Linked DNA regions of Oryctolagus cuniculus: region 2 is linked to region 1. Evidence: chromatin contacts called from public Micro-C data. All regions are on one chromosome and are shown on one strand. The core of a region is the stretch at or near the end of the contact, and the rest is flanking DNA. Distances in the headings are between cores, read along the strand shown.

The links. A called contact is a pair of places that touch in the nucleus more often than the background predicts.
Region 2: a contact with region 1 is called in a Micro-C map of ear pinna, with 4 times the contacts expected there. The contact joins the promoter of RPL3 here to the promoter of SUN2 in region 1. A contact is called at or near these places in 2 of 6 Hi-C or Micro-C datasets (ear pinna and an unstated tissue).

What each region holds. Positions count from the first base shown.
Region 1 is chr11:115,346,694-115,351,029 of mOryCun1.1, forward strand. SUN2 (Sad1 and UNC84 domain containing 2) reads right to left here and starts at 1,999. Exons shown (of 18, transcript XM_070052930.1): 1 at 1,738-1,999.
Region 2 is chr11:115,614,226-115,618,561 of mOryCun1.1, forward strand. It overlaps RPL3 (ribosomal protein L3), which reads right to left and starts at 1,888. Exons shown (of 10, transcript XM_002711388.5): 1 at 1,785-1,888; 2 at 1,020-1,212; 3 at 602-770; 4 at 128-263. The coding sequence starts at 1,787. LOC127491215 (small nucleolar RNA SNORD43) reads right to left here and starts at 1,433; the gene lies at 1,370-1,433. It overlaps LOC127491250 (small nucleolar RNA U82P), which reads right to left and starts at 316; the gene lies at 264-316.

The DNA.
Region 1 (4,336 bases), core at 749-3,248:
GCCCCAGACAAACCTGCCCAGTCACCCCAGCTCCAGCCCCGGATGCACCGTGCTGAGCTGACACCGAAACACTGTGCTAACGCCCGCTCAGTACCAGGTTTCCCCTTCCTAGCAGGGCGGCCACCAACACTCCCATTTGCAAGGGAGGAGCCGGGGACGGTGAGGCTCCCGCCGCCCAGGCTGTCAGCGACAGAGCCGGGGCTGAGCTCGAGGCTGCGTCTTTCTCTCCTCCACGAAGTTTTCAAGTTGTTTGGGAGGTGACAGGCTGCACACAGTCATCGCATAACAAGTATCCGCTAACAAACCAGCAGCGCGGGCGGGTGCCATGGAGGTCCCTGCCCGCCCACCAATCACCACGGGGCCAAGAAATCCAGCTCCGGAACTGACCGTGTGGACAAAAGACCCAGCAAGAGCAAGATGGAGAAGTCTTCCAGCTCCAAGACTCGGCGTCTGTCACCCGCCTGTCACCGCGTGTGCAGGGAGGCCGAGCGTGGTCCCTGCTACAGCCCAAGCCGCTCGAGAGTCCTGGGACTTCAGCTGCTCCTGGCTGCTCTCTAATGACCAGTTCTCGGCCGGAGGGGGCGGGGGCGGGGCGGACCTGGAACCAGCACGCCTGGTTCGTCCAGCTGCAAGCCCATCTCCACAAGCTCGTGTCTCGGCTTGCTGCTCCTTCCCAGTGAGGGTGCCCACCTGGCACCCTGCCCTGGGTAAAAGGGCCCACTCGGTAGTAGCCAGAGCAGGAAGTTGGCCTGGCTCCCGGCTCAGTTCCATTCCTTATAAGGTAATCGCACCCCACCCCCGCCCTCCCCCACCTGAAGGCCCCTCCTCTTAACCCCTGCCCTGCTGCAGTGGACGCAGCCCTGGCCCGCGGCCTGGGGTCCCTGGTGAGGACCGGCTGCCTGCACCCTCCCCGGCTCCCAGCCTCTCAGCCTCCCTCGCACCATCCTGGGATCACAGAACAGTTCACCATTCAGCTACAGCTTCCCGGGCTTAAAAAAAAAGGGGGCCCAGCGTCCAAAACAAGAGGCGAGCCTGAGGAGCTGTAATCTGTGCACACACCCGGGTTACGAAACGCTCACACAAAGCAGGCGTCCCCACCTGGGAGCCCACCGGGCTTCCCCCATCACGGGCGATACGGAGTTTCCGCCCCATCTCGAGGCTTAGCCTAGATCCTGGGCACCGAGCTGAGGGGGCCTCGCAGGACACCTGCCGAAGGGCCCGGGCACTCCCACCCCACTCCCCCTGGGCTGAGCCCCGGGAGCTGTCACCCAGCCGCCGCCCCCGCTCCGCGCGCCGTCACACCCCGCCCTCCTCTGCTGTTTTGTTTTGTTTTGTTTCTGAACTGAACGAGACGGGCCTCCCTCGCGCTCCCGGAGTCCTGCCTGGCGGGACAGCAGCCGCCTGGCACTGCCCTGGGCCGGTTTGGGGCAGCCGGGGCTCTGCCCGGGGAAGTCCCGCCCGGAGACGCCGCCCTCCCCGCTGACCAGTGGCGCGGCGGGCCGTGGGGGCGGGGGCGGGCGGGAGATGAGTCAGGCGCCGGCCGGGGCACCGCGGGGCCCTCCGCACCCGCCCAGGGGCGTGCGCCCGGCCGGGCTGGAGCCTGGCCCAGCTTGGCCCGGCGACGGACCAGCAGGCCTGGCAGCTCGGCCCTGGCCGGAGCGGCCCTCGGCTGACCCGGGGTCAGGCCGGGCGCCGGGCCCGCGGGGGAGTGCGGAGCGGCCCTAGCACCCCCGTTACCTGGTTCGCGGCTGCTCCGTGCGGGGCCGGGGGCGTCCGAGGCCCGCGGCGCCACGGGGCGCGCCCCCTTCCCGCGTCGAGATGGCGCGGGCCGCGCTGAACGCAGGTCCGAAGCGGCGGCCGGGCCGGAGCGCGCAGGGAGCGGCAGCGCGGAACCCACAGGGGCTGGCGGGCTGGCGGGCGGACAATGCGGCCGACCGTGGCCCGCGCTGCGCGAGTGGGGCCGGGCTGTGCGCGCGTGGCCCAGTGTGTATGTGTGCTGCTGTCAGTCAGCGCTGACAGGCTTCAGCCCATTGGCCAGGCCCCGCCAGCCGTCGCCGCCCTCCGATGCCGCCCATTGGCCGGTTTGAACACAAAGGCTCCGACTCGCCCCGCCCTCCCCATGGGCCCCGCGGCCCCGCGCGCCGGGCCGGGAGTCTGCGCGGGGGAGGCTGCGACCCCGGGCCGCCGGGGCACGCAGCTGGGGCCAGCCTGGGACGGGAGTTCTGCCGGGTCTGACTGGCTGAGCCTTGGATTCCAGGTCCGGGTCCTCGGATCACCGGAGACAGCTGGGGGTGTCCCCTCGTGGCCCTCACCCGATACGCGCGGCGCGGCCCGCGCCCCCCAGCGCCCCTCGGGCTGACTGTACCAGGCCCTGATGTCGGGGTCTTAGAAACACTGGGGGATTGCCCAGGAAGGCCCGAGAGGAAGGTGGGAGCCTGCAGACCCCCTGCCCAGTGGCCGTGACGTGCCAGGGGCTTGCGCAAGGGCCCCTTACTGCCCATTCCCACGCCCACTTCCAAGCGAGGACAAGGCTCGCGGAGGTTTAAACGGCTTACTTAAAGCCACGCGGTTAGAAAGAGGCGCAACTTAGATCAGAGGACCCCAAGACGCACGTGATGGTGTTTAGGGGATTCTGGGTTTGGTGAGGCTGGGGGGGGGGGGCGGGGCGTTCCCCAGATTCAGTGGAAGGCAGGCAGGGCTGGCTGTGTGTTCTCCTGCCTGACCCAGACTTGGAGCGGGTGACAGAGGGGACACCTGGCTCCGGGGCTCCTTGGCTTGGCTCCCACCTGCCGCCTCTGTGGCCAGGTCCCTCCCGCGAAGCTCTTCCGGGGAAAGTTGAAACAGGGTTGCTTCACTTCTCACAGAGAGGAAACTGTAGAAATGACAAAATCGCGGGGCAGGCACAGGCAGGCGCTGAGGGCGGGGTGGCTGCCTCTGGGCCTCCCTCGCCCCATTCCCAAGCGGGTGTGGGTGTTGCCCACCGTCACAGCATCGTGGAGACAGGTGGCTGGCTGGCGCTGCTCCTGGTCCTGGACTGCGAGCCCCCTGCGGCCTGGGGCGCCCCTGTCCCTGAAGAGAGGGTGCAGACCAGGTGCAGGGGCCACAGCCAGCGAGGCCAGGGGCCCTCTTGTCCTCTGAGCCCCTGGTGCTCCCCGGTCCTGGCCCAGCCACTTCCTGTGGAGTCTGCGTTGCGGAGCCTGCTCCTCTCCTCCTGGAGGGACAGGATGCGAGGCCCCTGTGCGCTGGGCGGCGGGAGGCGGTGGGTGGGATAATGCTCTCCGCAGAGATTAGGTGCTAATCCCTGGGATCCGGGAACGTGACCCAGCAGATGTGATTAAATTAGGGGTCTTGACTTGAGGAGATTATCCTGGATTATCAGGGTGGGCTCTCCATGGAACCGCAAGTGTCCTTTCAAGAGGGAGGCAGCGGAGAGGGGAGTGTGGCCGCGGAGGCCAGGCTGGGGTGAGGCAGCCCCAAGCCCTGGGCTGTGGACAGCCACAGGCAGCTGGACAAGGCAAGGACAGGGCCCTCCCCGGAAGTGCCCGGAGGGTGCTACGGTCCTGCCAACGATTTGGGCCCGGCAGTGTCGATTTCAGAGATCCGGTCCCCAGAACTGAGAGAGAATAAATCTCTGTGGCCCTCAGTCGCCAGACTTGTGGCGATTCGTGACAGCAGCCACAGGGGACTTATGAAGAGCTTCTGGAAAATTCTGGGCCTTGGCACTCAAGGCTCTTGTGGGCGTACCTGGGCCTCCCTCTCTGATGACCGTGCTCACAGCCTCCTGAGCCGACACACGGCCCGGTCCCCCTCTCCTGGCCTCTCGCCTCCCCCCTGCCTGCTGAGTGTCCACACCGTCCGGGCCTTGCTCTCGGCCCAGCTGCCCTGCACCTGCCTGGCCCCTCCCACAGGCCTCTTGGCTTTCCCACTGTTCTTTTCTTGCCCCTCTTTCCCTGTCATTGTGCCACAGATGGCAGCAGGGAGGGGGACAGCATCGCAGGGCACCCACTGACGCAGGGCCACGGGAGGACTTGCTTTGTTGCCTGGCGCTCTTGCCTCCGTGGCCCATTCCCCCGTAAAGCAATCTCTACGATCGTATGTTACCGCCACGTTAGTAGAAAGGTGACCACAGGGGCCGGCGTTGTGGACTAGTGGCTAAAGCCACCACCTGCGATGCCAGAATCCTGTATGAGCACCGGTTCAAGTCCCGGCTGCTCCACTTCTGATCCAGCTTCCTGCTAATGGCCTGGGAAAGCAGCGGAAGACGGCCCAAGTGCTTGGACTCCTGCCAACCACATGAGGGGTCCGGATGAAGCTCCTGGCTCCTGGCTTCCACCTG
Region 2 (4,336 bases), core at 638-3,137, 270 kb after region 1:
CCACTTGGGAAGAACGCCTGGCCAGCTGCTGTGGCCGCCCAGGGACGGAACCAGCGAGGGGAGCTTGGGAACGCCGCCTCAGGCAGCTCTGGGGCCGCGTGGCGCCCCCTGCCGGCCGCGGGCTCACCTGCGTGTGCGCCAGCACGCGGATGACCTGGCAGTACTTCTTCATGCTGCTGAAGTCCTTGTCCAGCTGCCGCTTGCCCGCGTCGTCCTGCCACTTCTTGCAGTACTTGGTGAAGGCCTTCTTCTTCGACTTGTGCCTTCAGGGGCAGAGCGGGGGGGGGGGGGGTCCGCGCCAGGCCTTCATCACCCGCCGTGGGGGCGGGAGGCCCACGGTGCCTGTGGCGGGCGGCTCATTGCCGGCTTTGCAGCGGCAAGCGGAGCCTGGATGGAGCTCATCGGACAGAGCCGAGCGGAGCTGAGCGGAGGCCACAAGGTTAATGCTGCACGTGCGCACGGCCCTCCCCGGTTGTGGGGGAGGCCCCGGGCGCCCTCCCCGGGGGCAGGGGCCGTGCTCAGGGAGCCCCCCACCCCTAGGAGGAGCAGACCGTGTCAGCCCCGCCCCCGCCCGAGGCTCCGGCCTGCGGCCCGGCCTCACCAGTTCTTGTAGAAGCGCCTCTTGCACTCGTCACTGATGTGCTCGGCGAACACCGTCTTGAAGGTGCGGAGGCCCCGCGGGGTCTCCACGTAGCCCACGATGCCCACGACCACCATGGGCGGGGTCTCCACGATGGTCACGGCCTCCACCACTTCCTTCTTGTTCACCTCTGAAGTTCAGAGAGCGGAGGCTGAGGCGGGCAGCCGGCTCAGGCAGGGCCCCGGTGCCGCCTGCAGCCTGCCCCCGCGGCGGGACGACACCGCCCGGAGCAGCTGGCAAGCGCTTAAGGAGACCCCACGGCTCCGCGCCCGGGGCGCGCCTCCCACCACGCGGCTTTGCAGGGAGACCCCAGGCCAGCCGCTGCCCCCACAGACCTTGCGAGCCCGCGGCCCTCTCCCGCCCCCGGCCCCGCACGCACTGGAGCCCGGCCGGTCCACCTCCCGCACGATGTGCGTCATGCCGGCCTTGTAGCCCAGGAAGGCGGTGAGGTGCACGGGCTTGCTCGGGTCGTCCTTGGGGAAGCTCTTCACCTTGCCGCGGTGCCGGCTGCTGCGCTTCCGGGGCAGGAAGCCCAGGGACCCGTGCCTGGGCGCCGAGAACTTCCTGTGCGACTGCAGACGGCACCCCGTCAGCGCCCAGCCCCGGGGAGTCGGACGCTCGTCCTCGCGCTCGGAGCCCATTGCAGCAGGCCAGCTCGGCCGCGCAGCTCCGCACGGCCCCGGGACGCCCCCACCCACTCGCGCACGTGCCGCCCGGCCCCCCCAGAGCCCCATCAGAACCTGACGATCAGCACAAGGACTCTGTCCGCCCGTCAGTGAGTTCATCACCTGCGGCTCCGGGACCTCACACCCCCGCCCGATCGGTCCTCGCCCCGACTCCCCTCCACGGCGCCGGCGCAGCGCCCCGCGCCTGCCCCCGCGGTCTCCCGGACGCGGTGCCGAGCCCCCGACAGGGCCGCCCTCACAGCGAGCGCCCGGCTCCCGGGCCTCCTCCCGCCCGGCCGCCCAGCGGCTGACCAGTCCGCCGCACGCTAAGAAATAAGCCTGACCGCCGACGCCACTGTGTCCCCCGTGTTCCCAGGGGTGGCTCCCGGTTCAGGCCAAGCGAGGATGCCGACGATGACCGGCGGATGAGGCCACGCCGGAATCGGCAACAGAGAGAAAGCACCCAAGACGCCACGTACCATCGTGCCGCCTATCCAGCCGGTAGAGGGCTGCGGCCCGGCGGAGCGCGATATATAAAGTCATTCTTGGCCCCGCCTCTTCCGGCGTACGGGCGCGCGCCCGCGGCGGACGTCGGGTCAGAGGGCGCCCTCGGGTGCCATTTCCACGCATGCTCGTTCGTTTTACTAGGGGCGGACACCCGCATCAGGGACGCTATGGCAAGTGATTGGGCTCAAACTTAGTTGAGACGCCACACGGACGCGGATTCAGGGCTTGGAGCGAATCTACGGTGTTCGACAGAAGTCAAACTTAATGATGACGAAAAATGGCGGCGCCGCTGCGTTCCTGGGGCGCGGACGAACGTCTGGAGCAGCGGTGCGCCGCAGCCCGCCCAGGGCAGCCCATTTCCGGCGGCGCGCTGGGTCGGCAGGCGCAGTGAGCTGGGCAGAGGTCTGCGTCGGAGGGACTGGCCCGAGCTTGCGCCTTGCCTGTAGCCCGCTTCCTTTCGGCGCTCGCCCCGTGGCGGCCCCCGCTTCGTGCCGAGGGCCTCGGCGGCGAGCCTGCGTCCAGCCCTGGGCTCCTGGGAGCCCAGGTCGCCGGGCGGGCCCCGCGCTGCGTCCCTGCCTCCCTGGCCGGCGCCCAGGCCAGTGTCCACCGCCGTGGCCTTTGCACCTGCTGCTAACAGTCCTCACCCCATCCTGGCGGGCCTGCACCCCAGATGCGTTTCAAAATCCGCCTTCAGGGCGGCACCCTCCCCGGCCCCTTTCCATAAGGAAGGGTGCACCGTGGTCCCCCCTTCCTGGCCTGCCACGGATGCGGCTCGGGCCCCAGTGGACCTGCACCCTAAGTGCTCGTGTTCCCGTAGGCACCCTCTGACGGGGTGAGAATCCAGTAAGCGGTGACGACAGTACAGCCCTTCCAACACAAGCATGCCACGATTATGGTGACCTTCTGGAATGTTCCGTGTGTCAGCGGGAACTGAAGCACAGAGTGGAGATGTGGCCGAGGAGCACCAACTCGAAACGGCTGTACCTCCGTTCAGAGCTCGGGTCCCTCCCAAGAAAAAAAAAAATTTTAATTTCACTGTTGCAGACAACGGGGTAGACCTGCATCGTCCTCTTGTTTACAGAAAAAATAATATTAATAAGCTTCCGGCCAGGAGGGCGATCACAGGACAGCAGGGGCAGTGAGGGCGGAGCTGAAGCCCATCTGACCAGGGTGGGGTTCACACAGCTGCAGACTTGGGGTCCCATGACCCCCTCGTTGCAGACGGAGCTTGGGCCCCTGAGCCGCTCCCTCCGGAAATTCTCTCTGAGGGCCCGCTCTGCCCGGGACCCCAGTACGGAGGGGAGCGCTAAGCACAGTGTGTAGGGCACTGGGCCGTCAGCCCAGCCAGATGGAGTCACTCTAGCTTAGAACAGAGGGGCCGGGGCGCGGCACAGCGGGGTAAGCCGCTTGCCTGTGGCACCAGCATCCCATGTGGGCGCCGGTTCTCGTCCTGGCTGCTCCACTTCCGATCCAGCTCCCTGGTAATGCACCTGGGAAAGCAGTGGAGGACGGGCCACGTGCTGGGGTCCCTGCGCCCCCTGGGAGACCTGGGTGGAGTTCTGGGCTCACAGCATGGGCCTGGCCCTGTCCTGGCTGTAGCAGCCACTGAGGGAGTGAACCAGCAGATAGAAGATCTTTCTCTAACTCTGCCCTTCGAGTAGATAACATAAATTGTAAGGAAAAAGCAGTGCACATTCACGTAACTAATAGCCAAGTTTCAGTCAATCCGACAGTCAGCTGGCTCAAATAAGTCAGTTCAGCTCTGCATCTCACTTCAATTTCCTTTATTTAAAAAAAAAAAAAAGTTTATTTGAAAGGGAGAGAGCTATCTTCCATCCTGTGGTTGAGCCAGGCCAAAGCCAGGACCCCAAACCTCCATTTGGGTCTCCCACTTACGGGGCAGGAACCCAAGCACTCGAGCCATCATCTGCCCCCTGAGCTGTGCCTTAGCAGGAAGCTGGAGCAGAAGCAGAGTAGCCAGGGCTCGAACCAGGCTCTTCCACACGGGGTGCGTGCGAGCGTCCACCGGCCCACAGCACCTGCCCCCCGCTTCCACTCTCCTGCAGCGCCGGCCCCGTATGGGCACTGGTTTGAGTCCCAGCTGCTCTCTGCTATGGCTTGGGAAAGCAGTGGGAGACCTAGAGGAGGCTCCTGGCCCCAGATTGGCACAGCTCCAGCCATTGCAGCCATGTGGGAGAGAACCAGCAGGTGGAAGACCTCTCTGTGTCTGTAACTGTGTCTTTCAAATAACTGAATATAACCTTTAAAAAAATTATGTTGATGGTTAAAAAGGAAACGACCAACGCCACTGAAGATCTGAGCACGTGAGTCCCTCAGGGGAATCGCTGGTTCCCAGGCGAGCGTCCACAGCCTGCCGGGCTTCCGGTTTGCGCGTTGCTCCCCGGTCATTGCCATCGGCCTCCCTTCCCTGTCTGCCCAGGGAGGGGCTCTGGTTCCTGTCCTCGGCAAACGTGTGCCGAGCGTGCTCTGCCTGCTCCTGTACGGGGCCCTGTGAGGCGCACGG